Regions from separate parts of the Rattus norvegicus genome. Here region 1 is linked to region 2. Evidence: chromatin contacts called from public Hi-C data. All regions are on one chromosome and are shown on one strand. Each heading gives the region's core, a stretch centred on a gene start, on an enhancer-like site or on the middle of the called end of the contact. The rest is flanking DNA. Distances are from core to core; before and after follow the strand shown.

What was found. Hi-C and Micro-C count contacts between places; a contact is called where the count stands out from the background.
Region 1: a contact with region 2 is called in a Hi-C map of the A7r5 cell line, with 1.7 times the contacts expected there. The contact joins the enhancer-like site here to the promoter of Armcx3 in region 2. A contact is called at or near these places in 4 of 12 Hi-C or Micro-C datasets (the A7r5 cell line, the Rat2 cell line, mammary epithelial cells and 1 more).

The regions. Positions count from the first base shown.
Region 1 is chrX:102,314,070-102,317,751 of GRCr8, reverse strand. No RefSeq gene overlaps it. Among named protein-coding and RNA genes, the nearest start is that of Armcx2, 37 kb to the right of the region's middle. Within about 2 kb of position 2,066, at least 6 of the 93 cell types and tissues checked have an H3K27ac peak or open chromatin away from gene starts, as enhancers often do. A contact at or near this core is called in the A7r5 cell line, where this site is marked.
Region 2 is chrX:102,228,742-102,232,326 of GRCr8, reverse strand. Armcx3 (armadillo repeat containing, X-linked 3) reads right to left here and starts at 1,863. Exons shown (of 5, transcript NM_001014273.1): 1 at 1,780-1,863; 2 at 1,166-1,244; 3 at 654-714; 4 at 271-340. It also overlaps a transcript of Armcx6 not described here.

The sequences.
Region 1 (3,682 bases), core at 817-3,316, 85 kb before region 2:
GAGTCATATTGGATTTGGGCCTAGCCGCTTTTTGACTGCATGGCTCAAAGTGACTAGGTGACTCTGGGCTGTTTGGCCACAGAGACTCACCCCGAAGATGACTGCCATAAATCTTAAGATTATTGGATAAAGCCTCTCCCATGAATTTACAGCACAGGAGTATAACATTCAAGGGATGCCTCAGCTCGAGCAGATACCAGTTATCTCCTCAGTCAACACCCAGTGTCTCCACCACCTGACCTCATCGCCTGACCTCTTTGCCTCCAGGTATTGTAGAACTAGAGTTTCATAAAGGTTACTCATTGTCAGAGCCCGAATGTGCAGAACTAGAGTTTCATAAAGGTTGCTCATTGTCAGAGTCCGGATGTGCAGGGCGGGACGTGCCTGAGGGAGAGCCAGAGATAGGACTTGCCAAACCAACTATCAGCCCCAAGGACATTGATCATCTGTAGCCAACCCCTCCCCTTCCTTCACCCCCCTGAGTGAGATGAGTCACCCTACCTGCCTGCCGAGCTGCTAGAGAGCACGTACTCCTTGCTGATGTAATTTCGCACCGAAAGTAACTGTGCACCATTTGAATTGACCAATCATGTGTAACCTCGCGAATGCCCCTTACCTCCCCTATATAAACCCCCGAGTTTGGAAGCTCGGGGTCGATTCCTCTGTCTCCTGTGTGAGATACGTGTTGACCCGGGATCCCGCTAAGACCTGGGATCTCGTTAATAAAGCTACCTCGTGCTTATACATCAAGAATGGCTCCTCGTGATTCCTGGGGGTACCCCACCCTACGATCGGAGCGAGAGACGCGGCTCCCCGTTTAGGGATACGCTCTTTCAGTATCACTGTCTATATCTTCAATTCCCCCTCCTCTGTGTTTCACAAAGGACACTCCCCCTACCTGAAAGCCTTAAAAGTTGTAACGTTCACTCCAATAAACGAGACCTTGACAACAGAATCTTGCTTGGTCTCCTTCTCTCGCCCCCCATTTAGGCCCAAGGGTAGCGCCCCTTTGGGACCCTGAATAACTGGGTCCCCGCCTGGCGGGGACAGGATATTGCCTGGAGACACCACATAATTTAATAATTTCTAAAACCTTTATCTTTTGTTCTTTTGGTTTTGTTTGTTTTGTTTTGTTTTCCAGAGTTCCCAGTGAGTCTCCTCTTGTACAGGGAATAGTTGTCTGACATTTTCATAGTGCAGTAAGCCACAGCTGTGTGACTTTTAGAGACCTCTGTCACATCTAAGTCAACAGATACCTTCTATATAATCACTACATTCCAACTGTATTTGCATGGGACTGTATGAGAAACACTGTTTAACATGTTCTCCCTACATTGTCTTAGGTTATACTCACAGAAACCCACTGAGGTATAAATTGCCATAATCAACAACTATTTCATTGATTTTTCTAAAAGGTTACCTGACAGCACACAGCCTACTGAGAACAGAGCAAGACGTCCAGCTGCAGAGTCTACACGCTGAGTCACTTCCTGTTTGCTGTCATTAGGGGTTTAACTATCAGAAGAGCAGAAACTAACACAAAAGCCTGAGGCATGTTTGTGGAACAGAAGTGTACTAACTCCTTTAACTAGGAAGTAAAGTAACAAAGGAATGTAACAAAGGAATGTCTGGAGCAGATGGCTGGCCATTCAAAGCTCCCCATCCTCATTCTTCCCCACCAGCTACTGGGCTAAGGAGCAAAGTTAGACAACATTTCTTCTGCCAAGTTCACTGCCCAAAGCATTTCACAGTGGTGGTCCCCAAAGTAATATTCCACCCCAAATTATAAGCCAATAGGTATTGAGAATATATAGTTTCTTCAGCTAGTGGTGGGATTTCTTGCCTGTCTTCCCCTCTCTATGGGGCTTTGGCTGACCAGAGCTTGTTCATGCTGTCACAATCGCTATGCACAAACCCTACTGTGTTTAGAAAACACTGTTTCCTTGATGTTCTCAGCATCAATTTTTTGAACCCTTCTTCCACAAAGATCCCTGAACCTTAGAAAGGACAATTGTGATGTGTTTAAGTTAGTGAGGCCTGGCTTGGTTTCACCAGAGGCTCTAAGATGTCTGAAGAGCTGAGTCATTCTGGATAGGGACCTTTGAATGAGGAAGGGAGGGTGGGTAGTGCTTCAAGTCATGCAGTAAGTGATAATTAGCCAGGAATTTACACAATATATGCACGGATTTTTTTTTAACACAGCCGCCTTACTTTTTTAAAATGCTTATGGAAAGGCATGGAGATCTCAAGTAAATAAAAGGAACCACAGGTGATGTCAACAAAAAGCTGGAACCAAAGAACATATAGAATAAAGAAGAGAAAGAAGAACAAGGAAATGAAAAGTGTAAAAGTGGAATGTTAAACAGTAAATGCCTATATTGTTGAATTTTAACATCCAGGCTTACGTTTGTAATGGAAAACAATAGTAAAGTACAATTTGGATAATCGCTAATTTTTAAAGGGAATTTTCCCCAACAATGCACTGCGAACAACTAAGCAAACGCTCTTGCGTTGGAATAGAGCAGGATAAAGGAAGAAGGAAGCATCCTGTGGCAAGTTCATATTGCCATGTATACTTGGCTGCCGTGCTCCATGTCTGCCATTTCTGGGTTTTACAGTAGTTGCCCTCACTGAACGCCTGAGCCCTGTGGCTTCTCAAAAGAACAGACAGTTTTGCCTTTCCCTGTAGGTCCTCTCACAGGGCATAAAATTATGGATATAATGTCCTCAATAGCTTTCAGAAAGTGCCACACTGAAAGCTCCACTAATCAAAATATACTAAGTTTAGGAGCAGCTGTGAAATCACGAGTAAACACACATTTTAAGGACATGAAAAAAAATCGAAGAAGACATTTCCGTGATAGAGACATAAATGAAAATCATTAAAAATGAAAGTAGAATAACTCACACTAATTTATACAGGAAATTGCAAAATTGATTCTGCCAAATCTTCAAAGAATAATTACTATGAATTCTAGAAAGCAATCGAGGAGAAAATACTGATTTCATGAGGTTAGCTTTTTATCCTGATACCAAAATCCTACGTAGACGAGACCAAAATAGGGTGATATTTAAGATTAGCAGTTTCCTTGAATATAAACTCAAACATCATTAGCAAAAACAGTTAAAAAAACAATATAAAACAATATAAAAATATGCAGCATGCCACAGTAGGGCAGTTGTATATATGAATTGGCAGCAATCATCAGACCTATGCAAGGCCACCCCAGGCCAAACCCCAGCATGGACAGTGGAGAGAGCACATAGTCCCATCCCTAACTGTAGAACAATTGGTAGTTAGCTTCTGGGAGAGGAAGAGTCAGCTTGCTCTATGAGTGGAGCCCTCAGGAAGCTCACTATGCTCTAGTGGAAGACCACACACCCACAAATCATTTGGACTGAACAACTTGGTCTTAAAGGTTTTGTTTTTAAAGGGCACAAAGTTGGGAGGAATGGGAGGGAGCAGTGGATCTGGGAGGAGATGGGGTAAGGCAGCTGAATATAATCAAAACCTGTTTAATAAACTTTGTTCTGTGAGAGGACTAATTTAAAAAAAATAGAGAGTATCTGAAGATTCCTTTTCTGAAATCATATTATTTGGTTTTACCTTTGGTCTCTGGACTATCTAATCTGTAGCTCTTGGTCAGCTAAGAAGTGTAGGGAATGGGTTATGTCTCATGGT
Region 2 (3,585 bases), core at 614-3,113:
GTTTGGCTTTTTCTTTGTGCTGCTCCATGCAGACAATTGCTAAGTGGGGCAATAAAGTAGTAATCGAATGCTGGATAGGGAATATAGGTTGTTGACAAAAACCTCTAAGTCCCTCATTTTACTCTCCCCCCCTACATTCCTCTCCCCCCTCCCCACCCCCAGTTCACTCTTGCCCCTAAGCATAAAGGCAATGGCGTCCACAAGTATTTCTGGGCTCCCACTGTCACATGCTCCCGTGATACCCCATAGGATAAGCACTCTTGCACTGACCTCCTTAAAGCAGCGGCTTGCCCCTTCTTCCTTTCCTGTGACTTATGCCACACCCAGCAATCTTTCTGATCTGCAGAGATACCAGCAGCAGTGAAGAAAAACAAACAAACAAAAAAAAAACAAAAAACAAAAAAAAAAAAAACGAGGCTTTGACGCATCCAGTGTATATTTGATGCTTTCCTAATTTACCATCCAGGTTGTCAGATTTTGGTTAAACCTCACTGTGCCATCCAAAACACAAACATGCTATGCCCCCTCCCTAGTCTGAAATGGGTGGACGCAAGGACGCAAGGAAACAAAGTAGGATTGAGTGAGCCTGGCCAAACCCAAGCTGATTTCTAACCCCTCCCCCATTCCAGGCTGCCCCCCACGCCCACACCGACCTCCACTGCGCCGGGGAAAGTTCCTCCCTTGCTTCAAGCAGTGCCACCTGCTACAGCAGACCTGCAGGGTGACAGATGGAAAACAAGGGCACTAAGTGCTGTTGAGAGAGAAGGATTATGAAGAAACTATCTGATAGGTTTTCCTTCTGTCACCCTGCCCCCCGCCCCCACCCCCAGGAGCACACTCATACACCCAGAGACAGAGAGAGACAGGGAGCAGGGAGGGAGGCAGGCAGGGAGGGAGGGAGGGAGGGAGGGAGGGAGAGGGAGAGGGAGAGGGAGAGGGAGAGGGAGAGGGAGAGGGAGAGGGAGAGGGAGAGGGAGAGGGAGAGGGAGAGAGAGAGAGAGAGAGAGAGAGAGAGAGAGAGAGAGAGAGAGAGAGAACGCCATTTCTCCACAGTTCGGGGAGTGTGAGAAACACATTTAGACTCAAGTCTAAACCTAGATTACCTTTTCTGGTATTCCCCCCTTTTCTAGCCCCCGCTGCTCCTAGGGTCCCCAGATGGTCTTACCCTCAACTCGACCTTCACCGATCTGGTTAATTTCCTTCCTCTTCTCTTGCCTGGCGTTGTACCGCAACCTACGGAAAGACTGGCCACCCGGGAGAGGCTTGGACCCACTAGCCACAGAGCCATGGTAAGGAAGACACAGCCACAGGCAGAAAGACGGGAAACAGCCGCTACTGAGTGCTTAGTGGACGGACCAGTCCCCAGAGAACGAAACTCTTTCCTAATTCGGAGGCCTGGTTGTTAAAGCTTTCCCGCCCGAGAGCTAGGTCAGGGTTCGGCTGACACATCACATTGTACCCCACCATGCAGGACCCCATGTCCAGTTTTCCCCCTCTGGCACAGTCCTGACGGACCAGGGGCCAACACCCAGGCCACAGCTCCCTTTCCGGATTGCCGGCCTCAGCTCACAGCAGATTCCCATCTCTGGATTTCTGGATGCCTGCCCTAACACCCCTCTACTCACTGTTTTGCAGCATCGAAATGGGCTGCAGGCGGGACGTATATCTTGGAAAGAGGGCAGCAAGTGAGAGAGACGACGGCGGCGGCTCCGGACCTGCGACGGCCTCCGCCCTCTACCCTCCACCACCCCCACTTTATGGAATATCCCAGGCACTGACCTGCAGGGATCCGGGACAATTCCTTTTCCGCCTCCTTCTTTCCTCGGCCGCAGGCCCGCCCGCCCTCAGGGTAATAGGGAGCTGGTACTCAGACGGGAACAACGACCTGGACAAGAAGGACTTCTGCACACGTCAGCTCTTGGTCACGTGAGAGCGACGTAATCCACCAACTCGGATCCCCACTTTCCCCTCCCACCAGCAGTGCGGCAGAAGAGGACCCGCCCCCCTCTTTTCCCTCCCCCATACTAGGCCTTGTTACTCTTTCTTCTTTGCGGTTAATTCCATCTTCCTCTAGTCGTGCTTCCCTTCCTCCAATTACCAAAACAGGACAGCATCCTCCCCTGGGGCTATGGGTCACTTGTACTTTTTTTTAATTGACTCCTTCTTCCCTAGACTCTTGGGATAGCAGCTTCTCCCTCTACCTCCCCTCCTCCCAGCTATGAATTTCTACCATTCCCTCTGAAATATAGTCCTAAACCTGAAATGAGTAAGTCAGCACAAAAGTAAACCTGGAAGGAGAGTGTATCGTTTTTCTTTTGTAATACTTTTGTTGTCGTTGTTGTTATTTTTGCCTTGGCTTACCCTACTCACAGCTTGCATTTCTGAAGAAGACAATACAATAACGATATTTCCATCCGGGGAAATATCTCTAAAAAGTCCCACGTTTCTCACTTGTTGGAAAGTGTTATCCACTTTCCTTATAGGAATGTTAATGTCTTCTGGGGCCTATCCCATAACACCGCTGAATGAACATAGCACCTCCTGAATGAACTAATCAGCCAGCCAAGAGTATGTAACCCTTCTGACTAAGCCACAAGCACTGAAAGGCACAAGTTAACCAGGAGAAGACTTGGGCTTTCCAAAGCCAATAACAGAAAAGATTCAGGGGTACACATGCTGATACACGAGTGATATGCCAAGACCAGTATGAAAAATACTGGGGTACAGATAGAGACCAGCATCTGCAAGTGAAATAGTATTACAGGGGTGCAAAGACCAAGGCAAACCTGACTGAACTTGGCATCTAGCAATTAGTTGGAAACCATCTCACCCATTACCTTGATGAGCACAAGAATTCACTTGCAATTCTAACTTTCGAAAATAGAAAAAGGAATAAAGTAACTACATTCTCTCCGTGTTTAAGTTAGCCGCCTTTGCTTTCCGACACTGGCATAAGGTTAACTTAACACATAGTACAAGAACAAATAACGTAATACAAAGTGTAAAGCAGCTTTCCAAAACGTGAGCTCTTCGGTGAGAAATTTCCTCTCAGTTTCGATCAAGGTTGGTATCCGAGTGGAACTTTCAAAATCCCAGGAAAAACATGGGAGCACATCAATAGTTCCGAGAGTCGAGGAGTTAGCTAATCTCCAGGAAATTTTATGTCAGTATAGCTTCTAAAAAGCAGAATTGAAACATGATTTTGAACTTAGTAAAATAAATGGAACCGAATCGACTATCTGTCTCTGTATTTCCAGAACAGGTACAACAAATACTTATTCACAATCAACATAGGGCATGAGAGGAAAGAGGTGATAGTTCTGACCCAAGCACTGGCTAGAAGAGAGGAGATTCTGGCTAAGAACATTTCATCCTTAGCAAATTCATCCCTGTAATGTATGAGAACACTTCAGACTTCCTCAGCTAAAAGTCACTTCTTAAGATAAACTAATGTCTTTGTTCTGAGTCTAGGTTCATGAAGCAATCTTTGGAAGTTGTGACTTCCCAAGCAGTGGCTGGTCTGCAAGAAGAGAATGGACAGGTAAGACAGGCAAAAACCCCTTCTACTCCGTGACACTTGTATTT